Regions from separate parts of the Pelodiscus sinensis genome. Here region 1 is linked to region 2. The links are chromatin contacts, called in public Hi-C maps. All regions are on one chromosome and are shown on one strand. Each heading gives the region's core, a stretch centred on a gene start, on an enhancer-like site or on the middle of the called end of the contact. The rest is flanking DNA. Distances are from core to core; before and after follow the strand shown.

Region 1 (5,238 bases), core at 1,134-3,633, 190 kb before region 2:
AGGGTGCTATGGGGCTGAGGGTGGCTATAGGGCAATAGCAGGGTGCTATGGGGCTGAGGGTGGCTATAGGGCAATAGCAGGGTGCTCTAGGGGCTGAGGGTGGCTATAGGGCAATAGCAGGGTGCTATGGGGCTGAGGGGTGGCTATAGGGCAATAGCAGGGTGCTATGGGGCTGAGGGTGGCTATAGGGCAATGGCAGGGTGCTATGGGGCTGAGGGTGGCTATAGGGCAATGGCAGGGTGCTATGGGGCTGAGGGTGGCTATAGGGCAATGGCAGGGTGCTATGGGGCTCAGGGTGGCTATAGGGCAATGGCAGGGTGCTATGGGGCTCAGGGTGGCTATAGGGCAATGGCAGGGTGCTATAGGGGCTCAGGGTGGCTATAGGGCAATGGCAGGGTGCTATGGGGCTGAGGGTGGCTATAAGGCAATAGCAGGGTGCTATGGGGCTGAGGGGTGGCTATAGGGCAGTAGCAGGGTGCTATGGGGCTGAGGGTGGCTATAGGGCAATGGCAGGGTGCTATGGGGCTCAGGGTGGCTATAGGGCAATGGCAGGGTGCTATAGGGGCTGAGGGTGGCTATAGGGCAATGGCAGGGTGCTATGGGACTGAGGGTGGCTATAGGGCAATGGCAGGGTGCTATGGGGTTCAGAGTGGCTATAGGGCAATGGCAGGGTGCTATAGGGGCTCAGGGTGGCTATAGGGCAATGGCAGGGTGCTATAGGGGCTGAGGGTGGCTATAGGGCAATGGCAGGGGGCTGAGGGGTGGCTATAGGGCAATGGCAGGGTGCTATGGGGCTGAGGGTGGCTATAAGGCAATAGCAGGGTGCTATGGGGCTGAGGGTGGCTATAGGGCAATAGCAGGGTGCTATAGGGGCTGAGGGTGGCTATAAGGCAATAGCAGGGTGCTATGGGGCTCAGGGTGGCTATAGGGCAATGGCAGGGTGCTATAGGGGCTGAGGGGTGGCTATAGGGCAATGGCAGGGTGCTATGGGGCTGAGGGTGGCGATAAGGCAATAGCAGGGTGCTATGGGGCTGAGGGTGGCTATAGGGCAATGGCAGGGTGCTATGGGGTGGCTATAGGGCAATGGCAGGAGGCTATGGGGCTGAGGGTGGCTATAGGCCAATGGCAGGGTGCTATGGGGCTGAGGGTGGCTTTAAGGCAATAGCAGGGTGCTATGGGGCTGAGGGTGGCTATAGGGCAATGGCAGGGTGCTATGGGGTGGCTATAGGGCAATGGCAGGAGGCTATGGGGCTGAGGGTGGCTATAGGGCAATGGCAGGGTGCTATGGGGCTGAGGGTGGCTATAGGGCAATGGCAGGGTGCTATGGGGCTGAGGGTGGCTATAAGGCAATAGCAGGGTGCTATGGGGCTGAGGGTGGCTATAGGGCAATGGCAGGGTGCTATGGGGTGGCTATAGGGCAATGGCAGGAGGCTATGGGGCTGAGGGTGGCTATAGGGCAATGGCAGGGTGCTATGGGGCTGAGGGTGGCTATAGGGCAATGGCAGGGTGCTATGGGGCTGAGGGTGGCTATAAGGCAATAGCAGGGTGCTATGGGGCTGAGGGTGGCTATAGGGCAATAGCAGGGTGCTATGGGGCTGAGGGTGGCTATAGGGCAATGGCAGGGTGCTATGGGGCTGAGGGTGGTTATAGAGGCTGAGAGTGGCTATAGGGCAATAGCAGGGTGCTATAGGGGCTGAGGGTGGCTATAGGGCAATGGTAGGGGGCTATGGGGCTGAGGGGTGGCTATAGGGCAATAGCAGGGTGCTATAGGGGCTGAGGGTGGCTATAGGGCAATAGCAGGGGGCTATGGGGCTGAGGGTGGCTATAGGGCAATGGCAGGGAGCTATGGGGCTGAGGGTGGCTATAGGGCAATGGCAGGGGGCTATGGGGCTGAGGGTGGCTATAGGGCAATGGCAGGGAGCTATGGGGCTGAGGGTGGCTATAGGGCAATGGCAGGGAGCTATGGGGCTGAGGGTGGCTATAGGGCAATGGCAGGGGGCTATGGGGCTGAGGGTGGCTATAGGGCAATGGCAGGGGGCTATGGGGCTGAGGGTGGCTATAGGGCAATGGCAGGGGGCTATGGGGCTGAGGGTGGCTATAGGGCGGCAGCGGGGCGCTGCCGAAGAGGGGAAGGGGTCCATGGGGTCTGGGTGGCGCTACGCAGCTGGGGGTGGCGATGGGCGGGGTCTCTAGGGGGTGGGGGAGGGGGGCTGGGAACCAGGACTAGCGCCACCCCCGCCCCGCAGCCCCGCCCCGATGCAAACCCTGCGCCGGGCGCTGGCTGCTCCTTGCCCGCGCTGCGGGCCCCGCCGAGCCCGGACACACGGGGGAGGGGCCGCGCACCGCGCAGGCGCCGGCGGGAGGGGGCGGGGCTGGCGGCCGGGCCTCGGGAGCGGCGCTGAGGGCGGGGCAGAGTCGCGCGCGCTGAAATCCGACCCCCCCCCCCAGCTGAGCGGGAGTCCGACCAACGGCCCCCCCCCTCCCCCCCCCCCCGGCGGGACTGGGAGGAGTCGCTGCCCCGAGCGTTGGTCCCGGCCGGGCCGGGGCTGCAGCGGCCGCGCGACGTTGCGCGAGGGGCGGGGTAGCCGAGAGCCCTGCAGGACACGAGCCCCTGTGGCCGCTCCAGGGGGGCATCAGTCATCCGCACCCCCCCCCCCCCCCCCGCGCAGGGGCACAAAGCGGCGCGCCCCTTCCTGGTCCCCGGGGGAGCTTGAGGCCCTCCTGGCCCAATGGGAAGAGGCAGAGGCCCCTCCATGTCCCAGGGCTGCAGCGCTGGCATCTTCCGCCAAATGGCCAAGGCGCTCGCCCACCAGGGTCATCCAGCCCGGACCCTCAAGCAGGTCGGGGCTGAGGTCAAGGAGCTGCACCTGGGCTGTGTCCAGGCCAGCGGGGGCCAGGGGCCGACAGCAACCCCCATTACCAGCGGCTCCACGACATCCCGGGAGAGGCAGCACCCCAGAGACTGTCAGTGCCAGTGGACACCTGCAGGCGCCCAGCGAGGCAGGGGATGAGGAAGAGCTGCCCAGTGGGTTAGAGCAGGAGGAGGACCAGGGGAGCAGTGTGAGCCTCCCCCTAGAGGTCCTTTCAGACAGCCTCGACGTCTCCTGTGCGTCAGCAGAGGCCAGGGAAGGATCCACTGGTGAGTGTTGCACTTTGCACTCACAAGGGCAGGGGGGAGCTAGGCACCTGGGAGGAAGGGGAAAGGCGCGTCACTCAGGCAGCGTGAGTTGCACGCTGTGTACCATACCAGTATGCAGCACGTGCAACCACGTGCAGCCTGGTGACTGAGCAGCGTGTGGCTGCCGCAGGCAGTTCCAGGGCATGCCTGGGACCGTGCAGCTCGCACACATCTGGACCAGGGGGGGAAGGGTGTATGCCGGCTGGAACCAGCCAGCAGCTCAGGCCAGAGCCCACACCTCCCAAAGGGTGCAGCACACAGAACAGCACACTGTTCTATGCCTGGGCTGTGTGGCCCAGCCAGCTGCTTCTGGGAAAACCACAGCGACACAGCCCTGTGAGCGTGGCCCCCACTGAGCCCCTCGCCTGCTCCCGGTGCCTTGGCTGGCCCCATGAGGGAAGGCCCCACTGCGGCCACACATGTCCCTAGGCTACGTGTGTGAGGGCTAGTGGGAGGGGAAGGAGGGAAGCGCTCAGGCCAGCCCTAGGGCCACCTGAGTTTTGCTGCAAGGATGGTGCACTCCCCAGTCACCCTTGGTTCCATCCAGGAGACATCCACATGATGGGGATCTGAGAGCCCCAACCACGTAGGCCATATATGCTCCCAGGCACTGTGTGGAGATTCATCTTGCTCCCTGTCAAACACCATTGATTAGCCCAAAGCCTTACAGCCTCCCCCAGCAGGGAGTTCCACAGGTTAACACCGCCCACCCACACTCACCCACCCCCTGAGGGGCCAGCACACAGACCGCTGGTTACAATACATGGAGGAGCACCTTACTCCAGGGGAAGTCCTGTATGCAAACATACAACACGCGGGGAATAAGTGGGCCCAAGCCACAGTACTGTGGTGTCACCTGGGCTCAGGGGCAGAGGGCATGGGGTGCTTGACTGACCCATCCTTTCCTCTATTCCCTGCAGTGGGATCAAGCAACAGCGGGGGACCCTCCAGCCCTGTGGCAGTGGCAGCACCCCCAACCACCCAGGCACCAAGCCGACTGTTCCGGCAGCTCCAGGCCATCAAACGGATTGAGGCGGCCATCACACGCCAGGTGGATGCAGACCTGGAATGGCGCCAGCAGGCCTGGGGCCACTTCCAGGCCCAGGTCGAGCGCATCGGTGATGCCATCGCCACCCTCACTGCACACATTGGGCATGCTGTGCATTATGGCATGGCATTGCCCCATGCACCCACTATCCCTCCCCTGCCAATGCCCATGCCCCTCCTCCTGTTGCCCCTCCTGCTCCCATGATGCCCCCTCCTCCTGTTGCCCCTCCTGCTCCCATGATGCCCCCTCCTCCTGTTGCTCCTCCTGCTCCCATGCTGACCCCCCTCCTGCTGCTCCTCCTGCTCCCACGATGCCCCCTCCTGATGCACCCCATCCTGCCCAACTCCCCATGCTACCTGCCCCAATGCTGCCTGAACCACACGAAGTGGTCCACCCCCGCAGAGGCAGTCGCAGGGACCACCCCTCCCAGCAATAGCTCCCCACCCTCACAGTTCAGAGCCTCCTCCCCCTCCCAGTTCCCCCATTGTAAATAAAAAGTTCCAGACGTTTTCCCAAAAAAACTATATTGTTTGTTTGTTGGGAGGTAGAGGGAGGGGAGGAGAGAAGGGTTGGGGACAGGAGGGAGATGTCAAGGGAGACAGAGGCGACCCTACTGCGGGGCCTGGGAGAACATCTCCATCAGGGCCTCCCGTATGCGCACCCCATCATGGTGCGGATGGCAGCTGTGTGGGGCTGTTCAAAGGCCTGGTCCTCGCCTGTCATCCATGCCCTTCCACTCCACGATGTTATGGAACACGCAGCCATTATCTCGGGGACGTTCCGCTCACCTATCTCCAGACAGGTGAGCGAACAGCAAAACCGGGCTTCCAGACGGCCGAAGGCGCACTCCACCTGGATGCGGACCCGGTTGAGGCGGTCATTGAAATGTGCCCGGTCGTGGTCTGTCCGCCCTATGTAGGGCCGCATCAACCAGGGCAGCGGGGGTAGGCCGCGTCCCCCACAATACATGTGGGCATGGGCACGTCCCCGACAGTAAATCCCACTGGTGGAA
Region 2 (5,695 bases), core at 1,223-3,722:
AAGCTTCACTTAGGACTCTGCAGTATAAAGCTTATTTAAGTTTTAGATGGCAGAGCCCACAGCATGTGTAACTGCTAGGGTTTTCAGCTGTTACATAGTTACCTTTTTAATCAACTGTTTACATCCCTAATAAAAGCAAGTTCTAGGGTTCCCTTCCCACATGAACTGAGGCCTCCCATGGCAAGAATTTTACAACTGATGAGCCACAGTTCTGTGGGAAGGAGTGCAAATGCAGAAAAGCAGAACTGGAAGCAGCAGATCAAGGAATAACGTTCCAAGTGCAACCATGTTCAGTGCAGCTCTGCCACAAAATATTGCTAAAGAATTCTGACTTGTTTGTGCTATGTCACAGTATTTACAGAAAGGTTACAATGGAAAGCTGAGCTCTCTAAATATTTACAGTTTAAATGTAAACTTCTACATGTATCATTTTTAGAAGTCATAAGGGGACATTTTGCAATGTACAAAATGATGCTAAATGATAAAAAAACAAAATTAAAAGCCACTAACAGTTAACCTTTTTATATATTATCTAAAAATATAAAGTAGGTCACGGATATTCAAGACATCAGCAATAAAGCCTTTGTGAAGCAAGCTTACAACAATTCATGAAGGCCATCAGTAGATGGATGGGTGTTTCCACTCCCGAACATCTGATTCAATTATGCACCAGAGAATTTGAGGATTTATCAATACTATACCTGCTTTTACGTAGCCAATTATTCCACCTGATGCAACCAATGCTGCATAGCCAAAGCCTATCCAGTCCAAACCCATTCTGGGAACATAACAAGGAAATCAGAATTATATTAGTTCTTTTCATTCCTTCCTTCCAGTTTATACATCAACTTTCTACAATTTAAGATTCATTTTAACTTACTTTAATGTTCACACAGATATTAACTTGATAACACTTGAAACAGATGTTCTTATTTATAATGTACAATTTATGTATAATGATTAAAGGTTGGGCAACAGCAAAACAAACTTCCTATACTGCTCTGTTTTTAGGCAAGTTATTGGCATTCATTGAAAAACAAAAGCGGTAAGGAGTCCTGTGACACCTTATAGACTAACCGAAGTGTTGGAGCATAAGTTTTCGTGGGCAAAGACATGCATCTGACGAAGTGGGTCTTTGCCCGTGGAAGCTTATGCTCCAACACTTTGGTTAGTCTATAAGGTGCCACAGTACTCCTTGCCGCTTTTGCAGATTCAGACTAACACAGCTACCCCTCTGATAATTGAAAAAAAGAACATACATACACCACAACTTAAAACCCTAAGAACATGAAAGCACCCTTATATCAGTGTATCTGGATGCAAAGGTAAAGGCAACCCATAGGAATGGGTGAACTGTTCTGGACTGACTGACAGACTATCAAACACATTAAGTACAGAATATTGAAGTAGATTTTAAATGAGTTTGATGAAAATTGAACTAAATTGAATTAAAGCCCAAAGAGAAGGATTAGATCGCTCCAATGTGTTAGGAAGTTGGTTCAGTGCAGTGTGTATTTCTAATGGTTTCAGACAGCAGCACTGAAGTTGCTCCTCAATAGAAGCCATTGGTAATGTTTCCATGTCAAGCATCCTAAGTAAGTCTATAATAAAAATGTAAGAGGTAACAAAACTCATTGTCCAGCTCTAGCCCAGAACATCCCTGAAACAGCAGAGCTGGGCCATGATGCCAGATCAGATGCGTATCTGGACTTTCTGCACCTTCAGGGGCATCCAGATCTAGGTTTGGATTCAGCCCAGTATGCACAGAGGGGGCCAGCCCCTATTCTGGAGCCAAGCTTCCCCATAGTGTGGGAAAACTCAGAGATTGGGGGGGCTGATTCGGGCTTGTTTCTGTAAGAAGACCCCTTGCTGCGATCACCTAAGCGGGGTGCAGTGACTACAGGAAAGCATCAGAGGGGTAGCCAAACGAGTCTGTAACAGGAAAAACTTAAAAAGCAACAAATAGTCTAGTAGCACCTCGGAGAATAACAAAACGTGTAGATGGTATCACGAGCGTTAGTGGGCAAAACCCACTTCTTCAGATGACCAGAGTATTAAAAGTCCAGATCCAAGAATAAATAAGGGGGGGGAGGGGAGGAGAAAAAAAAAAGGAGAAGCAGTTTGCCAGCCCGACGCTTGCAAGTAGGGAACAGCCCCGCTCTGGCCAGAGGGGAACCCCCCCCACCACCTCGAGCCCGGGGTCCCCAACTGCAACCCAGCGCACACTCCTCGCCCTGCGCACTGGCACCTTCGCCCGCCCCGCAGAACAAACCGGGCGCCCCGCGCACTGACCTGCCCAGGCGCCCAAAGAGCCACCGCGGAGCCGCAGCACCAGGGGGCGGGGCGTCCCGACCTTCCACCCCCGAACCTTGCGGGGGGGGGAGGAGGGACGAGCCAGCCAATCAGAGCCGCGCCCGGAGTAGCCGGCTGGGGAAAGTGTGGCCGGGCCCCGCACAGCCCGGGGTTTCCCTCCCTTTCTGCCCAGGGGCGCTCTGGTCACTACCCCCGCCCCCAGCAGCCGCGCGCCTCTCCCAGCAAGTCTCCTCCCCGCGTGGGGCGGGCAGGCCACAGGCTCCTCCCCCTCTTCCCCGCGTGCATCAGGCTGGCAGCCGGGCGGGGTGCGCGAGACTTGGGGGGAGGGGGAGGAACACTTGAGTTCGGGCTCGTGTTTCCTTAGCAGGAGCCTCCCTCTGCAGGCGCCGCAGGGAGAGACCAGAGGGAAGGGAAGTGGCGCCCGGTGACAGCGCGTTTCCCTGCCCCGCCCGCGGTCCCCGTCCAGGATCCCCCTGAGCCCGCGGGGAGGGAAGGGGCAGGCTCGTCCTGTGACCCTTGGGAGCGGCGCACACCCCTGCGGGTCCCGCTGCGAGCGGGGCTAGAGGTGCAAGGAACAGAAGCCAGGACTGTGCAGCCCTCTAAAGACTAACAAGATGGCTTATTAGGGGAAGACTTTGTGAGAGAAATGGTTCAAGGGGAACCTCCTGAATGCTCCCCCCCCTCACCCCACGACGGGGAAGAGACGGAGCACTTTGGGGTGGGTCACTTTTCCGCCTCTTACCTTGCTCACAAGCAACCCACCACAATGGGTGCAACCGTGATCAACAGCTCGTGGGCCAGGGTGTCTGGGGCATCTGATCGCTTCTCAGCATGTCTGTTCCTCGGAAGCAAATCTCCTGGATGTGCTCCGTAAGATAAAACGGGGGCTTTCATATAGACTGGTCTTACTGCGATAAGAACGTGCTATCAGCGTACAGCACTGGACATGTTTCAGTTAAGCCTTTAGCTTGAAGACTCCACTTTTTTAACATATATCTTCAGCCTCCACCATGGTTATTTACACTTGCTAAAATATGTGAGCCCGTGGGGAAAAAACGGTTGGCCTGTCACTGCATACCCCTCAAAAATAAGGGGAAAAAAAAACCTGAGAGATTTTAGTGAAGGGTTTCTGTTTTTAAATGTCACTTCAAGAATGTTATCAGTAACTTTAGAGACTACAGTTTGCCATAGGAGATACATTTCAGTCTTAACTAGGACAATTGCTTCTGTACTGTCTGGCTCCTAACATAACATTTTTGTCTAATGTCCAACTTTGGGCCTATAATCAACACATCATGACATAGTTTATTATTCCTAGGGAAATTCTTACAAAAAATTCTGTAACAAATTTTAATTTTTTTGTTTAATTTATGCAAAATTCTGTATTTTGTCAAAATAACACAATATAATCACACCACTTTCCATTATTTTTGTTCACTTATTTCAAGACACCTGTTAGCAAATATGTCTGTAGTAATACAAACAGAAAATTCAGAAAGTGTTTTTTCTAGGCACATTAATACAAAACTCTTGAGTAATAATTTATTTAAACTACAATACATAACCATATCTCCTGCGAGACACAGAAGCCCTGCTAAGGTTTGGGAGAGGGGCTTGCTGGGAAGGAGCCTTGGTGTGAACTTTCAGGGTTGTTGTGTATGAGTATTGAGAATTTTCTTCTGGGAGATGGTGAGGGAACTTCCCCCATGCAGATCCTGTCTGACCCCCTAGCCTCTCCTATTGAGTCAAGCACGTGCCCTGTGCTGTAGTGTACAGTGTTGGTTGTTGCCTGTGGGTGAGGGACAGGAAGACTGAATGCTTTCTTGTCTGGGTGCCCAAAAAAAAAGCTGAACACAGGGCTCCACTAACTCTGAACCCACCACTGCTTAGGAGATCCTGCCTGATCCCTCCCCCCCCCCAAACACTCCACACTGTCTATTTTCCCATAGCCACTCCCTCCCCCCCCCCCCCCCCAAATCAGGCCCCAGAGGCGCTGTAAGGCAGACCTTTTCCTATCTGGCTAGGAGCAGTTGCTGTGTTTTCACCACAGCACCCTCTGGTGGGCAAAAGGTGGAACTGTAAAGTTTTTTTTCAGTGGAAAGCTGCTGTTTCTAATGCCACAGTGCCCTCTAGTGGGAAAAAGGCAGAGCCAACATTCCAGCGGCTTTTTTTCTGCACAAAAAGTTTAAAATATGCATGGCATATTAATTATGTGCATGCAGAGTAGCACATAATTCTCCGAGGAGTAGCTTATATACTCCTCTACAATTGAGAGGTAAAAACTAGAGATAAACCTAAGCAGAAACCCCAGATCCAAACCTCTCCCACAAATTCTTAATAAATTCAGATCCAGTCAATAACTTGATTATTGGGCTCATATCTAGTAAACAGTATTATTCTATTACACCTCAGTCCTTATCCAAGTATAATATGTACACATTGCAAATGTTATTTATCGGTATTTTCCCCAGTATGTTTCTTCTGTCTAGCAACTGGCTGAAAGGCAAGTTATAGAAGATCCCTTTGGCCCTCCTCACACACATTCACGACTGTAACAAAAGTAACAGTTTCTTCCACATACTTTCTTCACAATCTATGTCCATTTTGACACTATTTCATACTTACTATAGAAGTATTTTGCACTAACATTTCCTACCAACACCTTGTATACTGTGAGATAAAAATATATCCCCAAAGTCATACAAATATAAAAACTTGTTGCTTACAAACAACTAAGATTTAAACAAAAACATCTGAACAAGTGCTTACCCAATTTCACTTCAATTAAATGATACTACAGGATTCAAAGACCCTGAGCGAGGTTGAATAAGAATTCAGAATGCACACCACATTTCAGGTTTCAAAGCACAGAAGTGAGCAGTCCCAAACCAACACTGTACACTACAGCACAGAACCTTTTCACTAATATTAGAATCAGAAATAGACTGTAATCAGCATGTGTGCACTTGCAGCTGAGGCCAGATAATTGGCTGTGAAACATTTGTGGAAGGAGGCTAATGCCATTTTGTTCTTTAGGCCTAGATCCTGCAAAGATTTACATATGAGCAATTCCCCTGAGGTCACTATGTCTACTGATGTGCAGAAACAAAGAGCAAAAGGCTTAGCAGGAGTGGGGTCTTAGCCAAGAAAGTCTTAAATTTTGATCCACATTCTTAAAAATGCATGTGCTTGATTTTTTGGGCAGAGATTAATCTGCATATTTCCATATACTGCTATGTCTGTGAAAATTCACCCTATGTCCTACACATTTAAAAATTCAAATTATCTACTCATTTACACGTCAGAGGCATCCCACCTCAGCCCATAAACACATTAAATAGCCAAACATATAAGTCTGAAAATAGTTTAGTTCCAAAAGAAC

What was found. Hi-C and Micro-C count contacts between places; a contact is called where the count stands out from the background.
Region 1: a contact with region 2 is called in a Hi-C map of an unstated tissue, with 5 times the contacts expected there. The contact joins the promoter of TBC1D7 here to the promoter of LOC102462332 in region 2. A contact is called at or near these places in 2 of 5 Hi-C or Micro-C datasets (blood and an unstated tissue).

The regions. Positions count from the first base shown.
Region 1 is chr2:108,779,887-108,785,124 of ASM4963464v1, reverse strand. TBC1D7 (TBC1 domain family member 7) reads right to left here and starts at 2,383. Exons shown (of 9, transcript XM_075921237.1): 1 at 2,265-2,383. It overlaps LOC142827171 (a long non-coding RNA gene), which reads left to right and starts at 2,486. Exons shown (of 2, transcript XR_012901643.1): 1 at 2,486-3,139; 2 at 4,099-4,383.
Region 2 is chr2:108,585,410-108,591,104 of ASM4963464v1, reverse strand. It overlaps LOC102462332 (transmembrane protein 14C-like), which reads right to left and starts at 2,472. Exons shown (of 5, transcript XM_006138755.4): 1 at 2,293-2,472; 2 at 702-778. The coding sequence starts at 777. It overlaps PAK1IP1 (PAK1 interacting protein 1), which reads right to left. Exons shown (of 10, transcript XM_075921226.1): 10 at 4,693-5,695.